2 separate regions of the Arachis hypogaea genome follow, and region 2 is linked to region 1. A link is a contact called in public Hi-C data. All regions are on one chromosome and are shown on one strand. The core of a region is the stretch at or near the end of the contact, and the rest is flanking DNA. Distances in the headings are between cores, read along the strand shown. Region 1 holds the start of LOC140174329 (serine/threonine-protein phosphatase 7 long form homolog). Region 2 holds the start of LOC112702851 (probable anion transporter 4, chloroplastic).

The links. Hi-C and Micro-C count contacts between places; a contact is called where the count stands out from the background.
Region 2: a contact with region 1 is called in a Hi-C map of an unstated tissue, with 4 times the contacts expected there. The contact joins the promoter of LOC112702851 here to the promoter of LOC140174329 in region 1. A contact is called at or near these places in 2 of 8 Hi-C or Micro-C datasets (leaf and an unstated tissue).

Annotation. Positions count from the first base shown.
Region 1 is chr7:25,935,407-25,942,287 of arahy.Tifrunner.gnm2.J5K5, forward strand. LOC140174329 (serine/threonine-protein phosphatase 7 long form homolog) reads right to left here and starts at 3,674. Exons shown (of 5, transcript XM_072198765.1): 1 at 3,612-3,674; 2 at 2,189-2,931; 3 at 2,014-2,095; 4 at 1,755-1,934; 5 at 1,494-1,535. The coding sequence starts at 3,674. The coding sequence ends at 1,494. It overlaps LOC112701308, which reads left to right. Exons shown (of 2, transcript XM_025752084.1): 2 at 1-1,404. The coding sequence ends at 1,404.
Region 2 is chr7:26,112,027-26,118,768 of arahy.Tifrunner.gnm2.J5K5, forward strand. It overlaps LOC112702851 (probable anion transporter 4, chloroplastic), which reads left to right and starts at 4,167. Exons shown (of 9, transcript XM_025754048.3): 1 at 4,167-4,767; 2 at 5,206-5,432; 3 at 5,706-6,075; 4 at 6,414-6,458; 5 at 6,563-6,709. The coding sequence starts at 4,327.

The DNA.
Region 1 (6,881 bases), core at 2,424-4,923:
GCTTGGTTGGCAAAGCAGAAGTCCATAGCCAACGTTTTCGGTGGTTGGGAAGATTCTTACCAAGCCTTGCCATGGTGGCTATCGGTCATGGTGCAGAAGATGCCTGGTTCAGTTGTCCAAATAGAAACACAACCACTGTACAACGGGAATGAGGAGGCGCAAGGTGTAAAAATACTTCATCGTGTATTTTGGAGTTTCAATCCATGCATTAGGGCATTCAGACATTGCAAGCCGCTGGTTCAGGTTGATGGCACACACCTATACGGAAAATACAAAGGTACACTTCTAGTAGCTGTTGCACAAGATGGGAACCATAATATTGTGCCTATCGCCTTTGCCTTGGTGGAAGGGGATACAGCTGATGCGTGGCACTTCTTTCTAAGGAATCTGCGAATGTATGTTGTTAGAAAAGATGGGGTGGGTATGATCTCAGACCGACATGAGTCAATACGGGCAGCAGTAAATCGTTCCGGTGGCGACTGGCAACCTCCAAGAGCATGGTGGATGTTTTGTATAAGACACATCGGCAGTAACTTCTTAAGGGCATTCAAAGTCCCTCACTTGCAAAAGCTTGTTGTCAACATAGGTTATTCAAGAACGGTGGAGGAGTACAATATCAACTATAAGAGGTTGGAAGAGCGAGGCGAGGCATATGCCAGGTGGTGCGATGCCATTGGACTCAGACATTGGGTATTGGCATTCGACGAAGGACATCGATGGGGCCATATGACAACGAACCTTGTCGAGTGCATTAACTCAGTCTTGAAGGGTGCCCGTAATCTACCTGTGTTGGCGCTGGTCCGAGCAACATATTATAGGTTAAATGAACTTTTTATGCGGAAGAGTGCCGAGACTCACGAACGCAAGCGTGCTGGATATACGTACTCTGCATTTGCGCAACAACGGATAGAAGCAAGTATGCAACAGGCTGGGAATATAGTTGTGCACCGCTTTGATAGACGAAATGAGGTGTTTGAGGTGCGCGAAATGACTACTGGAAAGGTGCTAGTTGTTGATCTTGCACGACGGACGTGTGATTGTGGGCACTTTCAGGTTGAACGAATACCATGTCGCCATGTTATTGCTTGCTGTGCTAACCAGCGTCTCGATTGGCAGTTGTATGTGCATGACGTGTACAAGATGACAGAGGTTCGTAAAGTATATAAGTTTGAGTTCACACCACTAGGTGATCCCGATACATGGCCCCCTTATGAGGGACCCACATTGGTCGCTAATCCCGCGCAGAGGCAAACGTCTAAAGGCAGGCCCAAACTGACCCGATACTTGAATGAAATGGACTCACGCGATATGCGTGGTCCTCGGATATGCCGTCTCTGTGGTGCTCAGGGTCATAGTCGGAGTAGGTGTCCTCAGCGTGCTGGACCGAGTGGTGGTGCTTCGTAGTTTAATATTGTCATGGTTGTATTTTTTATTTGTATTTTGTTAGTTGATGATTTTGATATTAGACGTGTTTGTATTTTTTCAATTGAAGTCTATCCATTGATATAGAAATCGTCGCTTAACAGTGTCATTAACTGATTACATAAGTTAACAAAACAAACATCAACTAATTACGCAAGTTAATTAAACAAACATTAAACCCGATTTACATATGTTAAACAAACAAACATCAACTGATTACATAAGTTAATTAAACAAACATTAAACCCGATTTACATATGTTAAACAAACAAACATCAACTGATTACATAAGTTAATTAAACAAACATTAAACACGATCTACATATCCAAACTGGAATATCCCTTGGTAAACCCGGAGGAGGTTGTACATATCCAAACTGACGCATCACTCTGTCCGCAGGGTGCCACTCAACACACTCGAACGACAACAACGGAGCAACGATGTCACACACCTCAAGATGGGGATGCAAGTCGTCGGGGACGATCAACCCGTCATACGGCCGCCACTCAAACTGCCACAGTATTATTGGTATATTAGAACAATAATAATAATGGTTCAAAAAACGGATTAGAAGAGCCATAACTACTTACCTCCTGCATGTAATCTATATCATGCCTGAATGTCTCCACGGTCTTCGATGACCACGCTGTGGTCCGTTCCGAATGACTCCACCTGAAACATTGTTAATTGAAAAAAATTAACTAACTCATCATATGTCATATATGCATCATGAAAATAACACATAACTAAAATAAATCTTATTACCTCATGGCAACTGGTATCTCGGCCGGTGGAAGCGTTTGTCTCGGTATGGGAGCAAGACACGGCATTCGCTCCCATGCCCAAACAAACAAGAGATTTAGAGGGCCATCCATCTCCTTTGTATCATATCGTGATGCACGGCATAGTGCTCTATAAAGATGTGCGAGACAAGCTGACCCCCAACTATAAGTATGGATCCGCTCGAAATCACGAAGCAACGGTAGATATTTTGCATGAGCATATGCAGTCGACTTGTCTGTGAATAAGGTCGACCCTAACAAACAGAAGATATGACATCTGACGTATCTCCTGATAGACTCGTCAGTGTCCAACTGCTCTGCGTCTCTAATACGTCGAACCCATCCAAGCTTTATATAAGACTTCGCATTACCACTGACTGATGGCTCACGACCGAATATCTCTATGCCCTGACTTTGAACGAACTCGCCACTACTATCTGTCCATCCACTGACAGCCTCTCCATCAATGGGTAGTCCGAATATATGAGCCACATCCTCTATTGTCACTGTAACCTCATCGATCGGCAATACGAAGGTGTGAGTTTCAGGCCTCCACCTTTCAACCAGAGCCGCTAACATGGGGTGAAATCCTCTTATGACTCCAATTCTAGACACATGGTAGAATCCCGTGGCGCGTAAGTAGTTCTCCACTATCGGATTCCACGTCTGTGGCGGATCCAGTTTACGCACCAACAAATTCCGATTAGGCTGCATCAACAAAGATATCTGTTACATTATTTAAATAATAATCATTATAAATATATTAATAAATATTGACATATTTATTTTAATATCTTATTTATTAAAATATTTAACATAGCTTATCTATTTATTTATTTATTTTTTAAAAATTTTAATTCCTTATTTATTATAATATTTATGTTTTAATTTTTCATAATATTATTTATTAATTAACATACACATATTTATGTTAAAAAATTCAAAATTTTTACTACCTAAAAAATTTATGCATACATTTACTAGTATGCAAACCGTAAATATATATGTATATATTATATCATATTATATTGTTACTATTTGTATATTATTATTATTATTATTATTATTATTATTATTATTATATTTTTAAATTGATATAAAATAAATGAGCGATTTTTTTTTTACTCGTGCATGAAAATTTTTCTACTTTTTTTGCAACACAGATTTCTTTGTTTATTTACAGAACATGTACTTATTTTACTATAGCATTTTAATATTTTATTGTAAAAAATATATATTTTATTATAAATTTTTTATTACATTACATAATATACAGTTTATTATATTATAGTTTTTTTATAACATATAATTAATCTCAAAATAAAAAAAAATATATATATACGTTACTATATTAAATAAAAAAACAGAAAATTAAAATACAATAAAGATATAATGTACCAACTTACATAAATTGGATGATCCAAATAATTTATAATATGTTCTTTCGGAGCACAGTAATTACGAACCATCTTTTAAAATAAAGACAAAAATTTTTTTCCTCCTATTTTCCAATGTTCCTATTTTTTTCACTGCAACCTTCCTTCTCCTCCTTCTTGATCTCTAATCTCTCTTGTATTTTTTTACAGACTCTCTCTTCAGCAACCTTCTACTCTCAAACAATATGATGAAGAGCCTCCTTATATATAGAGCCCCAGCTGCTGCTTGTTGCTTCCCAAGTGACATTGTCTCCTGCATGGAAGACCGCTTTGGAAATCTGCGCTGCCACCTCCACCACGCCCCCCCCCCGTGGTGTCAGCCTTCTGCATGGCTGCCAAGTCACCACGCCCCCTGCGTGGTGCTTGGGCGACGACACGCGGCCTCACCACGCCCCCTGCGTGGTGCTCCGGTGATGACACGTGGCTTGGCTGCTTGGACAGCACGCCCCCTGCGTGGTGGCTGCTACCCCCATCCCACGGTAAATCACCCCACTTCCCCATAATCTCCCAAAACACCAACCAAATTTTCATATGAAAAATAATTTCTGGATAAAATAGATGAATTTAAATTTTTTCTCTCTCTGCGTCTCCCAAAGCAGATGCCCCTTATTGTCCTTTCCATTCACTTTCTAAGAATAAACTGGTCATTTCCTGCATCACTTTAAGACAAAATAAAACTTGCAACATAATTGTACCTGCCATACTGATCTTTAGAAAAATACTATGGAGCACTTGAAAAGTTTCTAATATTTTAAGTTGTCAAATTATCGTTTAACCCATAGTTGTCAGAACCGAACTGGTCAGGTTATTGAGTTATTGAGTCAACCAGTGAGTCACTGATTGAACCAATAAAATCAATTGTACGTAAATAAAAAATGTAAAATAGTAAAAAATTGAATAAAGTGACAATTAGGTCCATCCTTAAAATTTTTTACTTTAGATTAATTAGCCCTTGAAAAAATGGTCCTTTAAGATAGTAAACGATGAACACATTACGTCCCTCCATTAATTTATCATGTGAAATTTTGTGGTGATGCTTATATTTCCTTACTAATTAGTCCTAAATCGAAATCTTCGAAGACCTACTAACTCAATACTCTAAAAAATTTAAAATAAATATCTTTACTAACATTTTAATATGTAAACGTAAATATTAAAATATTTTATACTTATTTTGATAATTCTATAAATTCTAAAGAATTTAAAAAAATTGAGTATAAAACTAAAATTAAATTAAATAAATATAAAATAATTCAGTTGTGTATGTATATAATATATAGAAAAATTAGCACATAAGTTAACAAATGAACACACTGGTTTGGTGGACATGGGTTCGATACTCATTGCATGCATTTTTTTAATATTGGATCCAATATTCAAATGCTGCTGGAGCACCCAAAACCTGCATTTGTTGGGAGCACCATAGAACCGATCGGTTCACGGATTGCATCAAACTGATCGATTTTGGTCGATTTGTGATGAACTGTCCGATTTTAAGCGGTTCACACTTTTTTTCGGTCCAACCCTAAAACTGAACTGGTCGCTCGGTTCTTACAACTATGATTTAACTATTATGTTAATATTTTAGGAAGCAAATTAACAATTTAGACTAAACAAAATTATTTAATAAATTTTAAAATAAATTAGTTTCTTACGTTTTGTTAAATAATAAGAAAATTGTTCACTTGGTTAAACATGCTGCTCGAGATTTCTCTAATGTTGTTACCAACCAAAAATATATTATTCATTTTTCTTTGAAATATAACTGGGAACCACCTCCAATGAATGTTTGTAAAGTGAACTGCGATGCAAGCGTTTTTGAAAATGAGCAATTAGCTGGCTTTGGATGTATTATTAGAGACAGCATGGGAAATTGGATAAAAGGTTGTTCTGCCAATATACCTCTTTCTAGTGTTCTCTGTTGTGAGCTTCATGCTATTTGGAGAGGCCTTGTTATGGCTTGGAATTGCGAGTGAAAAGAGGTCATCTGTGAAACTGATAATCTTGATGCGTTTCTTCTTGTTTCGCGAGGCACAACCAGCATGATTAGGAATGACTCTGATCTGCTTGACAAAATCAAAGAGATGCTCCAGTGCAATTGGACAACTACTTTATTTCTCATCCAACGCACAACAAACTGAGCGGCTGATTTAATGGCTAAGACTGCTGCTTTAAACAAGCAGGTGTATCTAGAGTGGTTACTGCCCCCTAATAATTTAGACATTATTATTAGAGAGGAGCACTTCTCTTTCTCTTAGATCTTTTTTTTTTGTGTTATGTTCAGTCACCAAAAAAAAAATTATTCTTAACATTTAAAATATTCTATTTTTGTCTCTAGATATTATATTTTATTCTATTTTTATGCTTTGATCAAAATTAAACATTTTGTTCTAAAAATACTATTTTTCTTTATTATTATTTTCTTGATTTTTTTATTCTTTTGCAAATTGTATTCTCAAATTACTATAATCACCACTATAACTACTGTAATTATAATTTTTGTCACTATTTAAGAAAAATTATGATAGAAAAAATAATATTTTTAAAAGAAAAAAATAATTTTGACTATGGGATAAAATAGAACATTTAGAAAAAATATAATACTTTAAATATTAAAAACAAAATTAAAACTTAACTTAAATATTAAATACTAAAACAATAATTTATCCTAAACTTTATTGCACCAAAACCAAAAAAAAGATCCTATAGGAACTAAGACAAAAAAAACAGGTATTTTATAAAATTTAAAACTTTTTTAAGTCAATTTTTTTAAAAGAACTTAATAATTTTAATTTCTAAGACAAAAAATGTATAACTTTTCTTCTTTTTGTTTAATATCACTTTTTTTCCAACAAATTCATGTATACATAAAATATAAAAAATAAATTGTATAAAATGACATTATAGAAAATGGAATAAAATTATCATTTTTCAAATTCATATAACCCCAACAAGTTACACAATTATGTTTGTAAAGTAGTCGTTATTTTGAGTAATCTCACATTTATTACTATTACACATATTTTCATGACAATTAGGTTCAATTTGCATAAACAATTTAATTAAATTATTTTTAAAAAATAACTTAAATAATAAATAATTATATTAAAAATAGCTTATAAATAAGTTATTTCTTATTTAGATTTTTTGTTCTAAAATTACTTATTTTATAGAAATATGATAAAAAAAAATAATAGGAGTGGCAAAACGGGTCGAGTCCGCCGGGCCGATCCGTTAAAC
Region 2 (6,742 bases), core at 2,917-5,416, 180 kb after region 1:
CACTTGTTGGGAATAAGACACCATTCCCCCTTGAGAAAATACCTTTGACAGAGAAATAAAATAGACACAATCACAACACAAGAATTTAACGTGGAAACTCCAATTACCGGAGAAAAAACCACGGCCGTTGTCAAATGACAACCAGAGAATATCACTATGTGAAAATTGTTACAACACATAGACTTCTTTCTCTCACCAGCACCCCAATACACCCACACTCTCTCAAAGCAAATATCTAATTACACCTCACAACACTCTCTAATCAAAGAGTACAGAGGAAAAGAAAAATCAGATACAAGCTTAAAGTGTTTCTGACTGGTGCAAAAATAAATGGAGAACTTAGCCTCATATTTATAGCCTAGGCCACCCACTCCATTTGCTATTCTAAGCAATGTGGGACTAATTCAACCAAATCCTAACAAAAGTCTGCACAATTCTCTATCCTCTTCTTCTTCTTCTTTTTTCTTCTTCATCATCTCCTTTTTTTTTCACCTATTCATAAATCTTTTTTAAAATTATAGTTTTTATTATTGTTTAATTTATATAGTAGAACTCAATAGTTAAAAAATATTAAGATATAACAAGTGATCCTACAAATCGATTTTTCAATTATTGAGTTCTACCATATAAATTAAACAACAATAAAAATTATAATTTTAAAAAATTTAAAAGATTTAAATTTTAAAATAACTACTATATTATTTAGTGAGATTTTAAATATTAAATTTTAAATATATAATTAACAATAATTTGATAAACTCATTTAAATAAAAAATTTCGCTATAAAAAATTATAATTTAAAAATGTAAAATTTTAAAATACAAATGACAAAATAATTTTATAATAATTTAATTATTTTTATTATTTTATGTAAAAAAATTTGTTTATTAAGATCTAAAAAATAATATTAAAATTATTACTATCAAAAAATATTTTAAATTTAATATTATGAAGAAAAAATAAAAGAAATTTATATAAAGACTAATTTAATTAATTTTTAAAATTTTAGAAATGAAATAACTTATGTCTGGACTTTTAGGGATTTATTTTGATTATAAATAACTTTTTTACATGTCAAGTGACACGTAACGTGCTAGATATCACTGACCTGTTAGACAAAAGAAAATTCTTATACAAAGAAAAAATACAATTCACTTTCTTAACTCATGAATCATGATCCCTTGCTTGAGGGCCTGAGGCGTTTAGATTCTTTTAATGGGTTTTATGGACTTATTTAAGTGTTCTTTTTTAAAAAGTCTTTTAAAAGATTTTTATAAAATAAAAATAATTTTATATATAAATATTTCATGTAAAAATATTTTTTATTTAATAATTATATTAGGTATAATAATATAAAAATATTTATTTATTATATTAAAAATAGTTTTTAAATAAAATAATTTTTTTATACAAAATATAAATTATAATTTTAAAAAATATATTTTTTATTTTTAATAGTTTTATCTTTATTTTTAAAAGAGTAAACTACTATTTTTACCTACGAAAGTTAAAAATGTTGATATATCTACCCATAAAAAAAGGAAATTACCATTTGTACTCATGAAACATGAACTTTTGCTAACAAAACTATCCAATCCAAAAAATTTATTTGAAATTTTCAGATTATCCTCTAATATAACCTATCTCTAATTTTTCCTCTTACTCCGACGAACGTTCCAGAAATAATGATGCTAACCTACTGCCTCTAGTCTTCCCTTACTCTGTATCTCCCTACGTTTCTTGTCGAAAATTTGATTACTCCGCCGCGTGAAACTCCTCCAATGATGCCCATAACCGACTCTTTTATAGCACGCCTCAGCTTGGTCCAACCTACGCCGAAAATTCTGAGTTTGAAGACAGACCGAGGCCGTCCAAGAAGCGATTGAACAAGCTTCACCGTATTGAATTTAGAGAACAAAAATGGAAAATGGTTGAAATTAATATCGAGGCAGCATTCGTCTTTGATGTAGTCTATGCGGTTGCCTTGATCATCCTCCTCGACAGTGCCTAGGGGCCGCAGATTAGCGATAATCCTTCCATGTTCATGGTGTTTGTTGATATTGCTCAGGACTAGGGTATTGTTGGAATCAGAATAAAATTCTGCTAAAATTTTGGGTTGGTAGTTGTAGAGTGGAAAATTTGGGGATATGAGTGCAATAGCGAAGTAGCGGATAGGGTAAGAAACTAACGACAATAGTTAAAGCTAGGGTTTTGAATTTGGGAATGGAGAAGAAGGAATTAGACACCACCAACAATGCTATGCTATTCTTCACCCACTCAAGCTTCCTCTATCTTGCTCTACTGATCCAATTTCACATTTTTATTGATCTATTTACTTTAGTTTGCATTCCTGAATGAATTTCTAATTTCTATGATGCAGCACAAATTCATACTATGGTACACTTGTAGAATATCTGGAGTTCAAAATCACAAAGGCTTGCCTCCGGAGATGGCAGCGCCTGTTGAGGTTAGGCGGTGGCGGCGGGAAAGCCGCACCTCTCGGTCGTAGCGTCGTTTTGAGCTAACCGGTCCAGAAAGCTTGCGGATTTTGTATGGCGGCAGTGATGGTGGTAGTCGGGGATGAGAGTGGCGGTGAAGAAGAGTTTGGGTAGTGGTGGGATTTGAGATTAGAAAAGTGGTGGTAAAAATAAGAGTAATTTAGAGATTTTTTGTGATTCTTTAGTGTTTGGATAATTTTGTTGTGCAAAAATTATATTTCATGGGTACAAATGGTAATTTCTTTCTTCTATGGATAGATATATCATCGTTTTCAACTTTCATGGGTAAAAATGATAGTTTACTCTTTTTAAAATTTTATCAAACATGCTAAAAAAATAAAAGAAATTTTCTAACAACTTAACCACCTACAAAGAAGTTTACATCAAGGTTCTGAAAACTAGTTTGAACCAATTGATCGAGCTGTGAATTGATGAAAAAGACAGATTAGTCAGAAGGCATAACTGTTGGATTTCAAAACTATGATTGAATCGTTGAATCAGCCAAAAACCATCCGATAGAATCGAACCGAGACCTAGCCGGTTTTCAAAACTTTGCACCAAATGGCGCCATTTTGTTCAGAGAATGAGAAACCCTAAGCTAAGCTGTGATTCTGCGAAGCACTCTCTCACGCAGTCACTCCTTCTCCTTCCTCTCAAACTTGAGCTCTTTCCTCACTCCCACACTTGCTCTGTCCAGCCACCGCCGCCGTTGAAGCCACCGCCCTGCTCGAAGCTAGTGTCTCCACCATTGTTTTAACTTTGAAGCCACCATCACCGCTACAATTGGTCTCGCCTCGTTCCTCCATCACGCAGCTACTGTCCCGCTGCGCTCCATGCCTTTAGCCTCGTCAGCCCTTCCGTCGTGTTCTTTGTTCCTCTCTGTGCTCTGCCTGCTCTCTGTAGAAGGTATTTTTTAACAGTAATTGTTATTTACTTGTTTTAATTGGTTAGTTAATTTGTGTTTTATTATTATTATCATTAGTCATTACTGTAGTTTAGGATTGTGGATGATCTTGAATATTGATTTTAATATGTTGTGGTTCTATTAATTGATTAATTTGATTCTAATATTCATATTTTTTATTTGAACCTTAGTGTATTTTAAAGTTTCAATTGTTCTTGTTATTTAAAATCTAAAAATCTGAAATCTTGATAATCTTTATTAGTTTCTGAAAAATTTGTTAATTTTTTGTTAAAATTATGCTAAAATCTTATTAAAATTGTGATCAATATACTAGGGGCTGAAAATATTGTTAATTTTTTGTTAAAATTATGTTGAAGTATAACCTTTTATTTGTAAATGATCGAATATTTATGATTGATTTCATTAATTTAATAATTTTTTTATTTCTTCTAATCATCTTAATGAGTTTAATAGTGATATATTAACTAATAAGTGATCAATTGTTAATAATTAATGAAATAAAAAAAATTATATTAAATTTTAGTTGATATAATATTTTAAATTTAAAAGATATTTTAAAATTTATATTACTATTTGACTATAATTATATTTTAAAATATTTATTAATAATTTATTTATTATTTTATTATAAAATAATTTTTTTATTTTTTTAGTGACTAAAATAATTTTTTAATTAAAGTATAATTAGATTAATAAATTAATAAACCAATAATTAAAACGATTGAATCACCGGTTCGATTTTTAGATCCTTGCTTTACGTCTACGGTCTACGCACATTCAAGCTACACTCACAATCAGCAAGAACCAAGGTCATTGCCGTAATTTCGTAGTCAGCATTCAACAAACCCGCCCCGTCAGATAGTCAGTCACTGTCGGAACTCTTCTTCTTCCTCCTCCGGCGTCATGTCCCTTTTCTTCGCCCCCGCTCTCGGAGGAGCAGCCGCCTTAAAAGCCATTCCTTCGCCGCAAAAGAACCACCGTACCAGAACCTCCGATCAGCTCTACCTCCTCTCTTCGCAAATTCACTGGCTCAATGCCTCCCCTTCTTCTCTTCGTCCTCTTCGCTCCGTTCAACAACGCCTTCGAGTTCGGGTTTCTTCAAACGACGCTCACTTCAACTCCATTCCCGACAAGAACGAACCGTACAACCAGAAACGACAGCAGCAGCAGCAGCAACTGGAACCGAGTTTTACAGAGTTCATCACTTCGGAGAGGGTGAAAGTGGTGGCGATGCTTGCTCTCGCTCTTGCTCTGTGTAACGCCGATCGCGTCGTCATGTCAGTCGCCATCGTGCCGTTGTCCCTCGCCAATGGCTGGAGCCGCGCTTTTGCCGGTGTCGTTCAGGTATCTCTTTCCCACACATGCACACCACATGTTTGAAGAATTGCATCCGAGTTATCTATTTTTAGTTTGAATTAGCATAATTTTGCATCCAAGATTCAAGAGAAGTTAATCAGTTCAAAATTGTTAGAAGCATGTTGAGTAGTATCTGGTAAGTTTACTTGGCTCAAAAGCAGATTAGTCTGAGTCAACTAGACTTACATTATTGGATACTAAGTTCAGAACAGTTTCATCAGAATTTTAGGAAAGCCGAAAAATAAAATAAACTAATAAAAAAGATGTTTTTGTCATTTTGATTTGATAACTTAAGTCAAACTAACATTTTTCTGGTTCTTGATTGATGCTTCTTCAAAGTGTTTGAAGAACTCACTATGCTGATTAATATTCTGAGGAGAAATTTGGAGGTTTTTTTAATTGATGTTTGATGGGTGTGCATATCAGTCGTCTTTTCTCTGGGGTTATTTCGCTTCACCTATAGCTGGAGGTATGTTGGTTGATCACTATGGCGGCAAGGTGGTCATGGCTTGGGGAGTGGCACTGTGGTCGCTGGCAACTTTTCTTACTCCCTTTGCTGCGGAGAACTCGCTTTTGGCACTGCTTGCTGTTCGTGCTTTGCTCGGCATAGCTGAAGGAGTTGCTCTTCCTTCCATGAATAACATGGTGGCCAGGTATTGAACAGTGACATGGGTTTGATTTGTGCAAGTATTCATTTTCAGATGGCACCAAGAATATCACATTTTATAGTTATGATTAGTTTTTCTCATGACATGACTTGGTTGTCACTTCATGATGATTGTATATATGATAACTAGAATACGGCTATAAGGTTATGACTTATGAGTTTAATACATGGCCTTTGATTTGTCAATTTGTGATGATTTTCTGATGTTGCTGGAGCAAGAGAGGCTTGATCATGACTGAGTTTTGTTCTTCCCTGTTAGATGGTTTCCTCAAACTGAACGCGCAAGGGCTGTTGGAATTTCAATGGCTGGGTTTCAGCTTGGATGCGCATTAGGGCTCTCACTTTCTCCAATCCTTATGTCACAAGGTGGTATATTTGGTCCATTTGTGATTTTTGGCTTGTCTGGGTTTCTTTGGGTCTTGGTATGGTTATCTGCAACGTCCAGCACTCCTGACCAAAGTCCTCAGATATCACAATATGAATTGGAGTATATATTGAATAAAAGGCAAAATTCTGTTGCCGTTGAGACAGCAAAAACCAGGAAAGTTAAAGTGATCCCTCCTTTCAGGCGCTTGTTTTCTAAGATGCCAACATGGTCTCTAATTGTTGCAAATTCCATGCATAGCTGGGTAATGCTTGATATTTATTGTACCTGATTATTTTATAATTGCAGGCATTCTTAATAGTTGATAAATTTTCATATTTGATAGCAACATTACCATTTGTTATTTCCCAGCTAGAGACTCTTATAATGCATGAAGTAATCCTCATCTTTTGTTATTCCCCAATAGAGAAATATAAGAGATAGTCCCGAAATATGGATATTGACCCCTTTCCTCAACATCATGTTTATTCTCTCATTCATTATTTTGATGATTTTTTCCATGCAAACTTTGTTATTTGTTTATTTATTTATTTATTTATTGTTTGTTGTCATTTCCTTAACTTCCCCTCCTCTATTTCACAGGGGTTTTTTATTGTTCTTTCTTGGATGCCCATATACTTCAACTCGGTAAGACTTATCCTGTTTTATACTTTATGATTGTCAAAGGTCAAGCAATAAAGATTTAGAAATCAAAACTTCATGTTCCATGTCTAAATAATTTCTCATCATAGGTATATCACGTGGATCTCAGGCATGCAGCATGGTTCAGTGCTGTTCCATGGGCTGTGATGGCTATCATGAATTACATGTCTGGCTTGTTGTCCGATATGATGATACAAAGTGGCACAAGTGTCACTTTGACTCGTAAAATTATGCAGGTACATCACATTCACTTATTGAACCAAGTAACC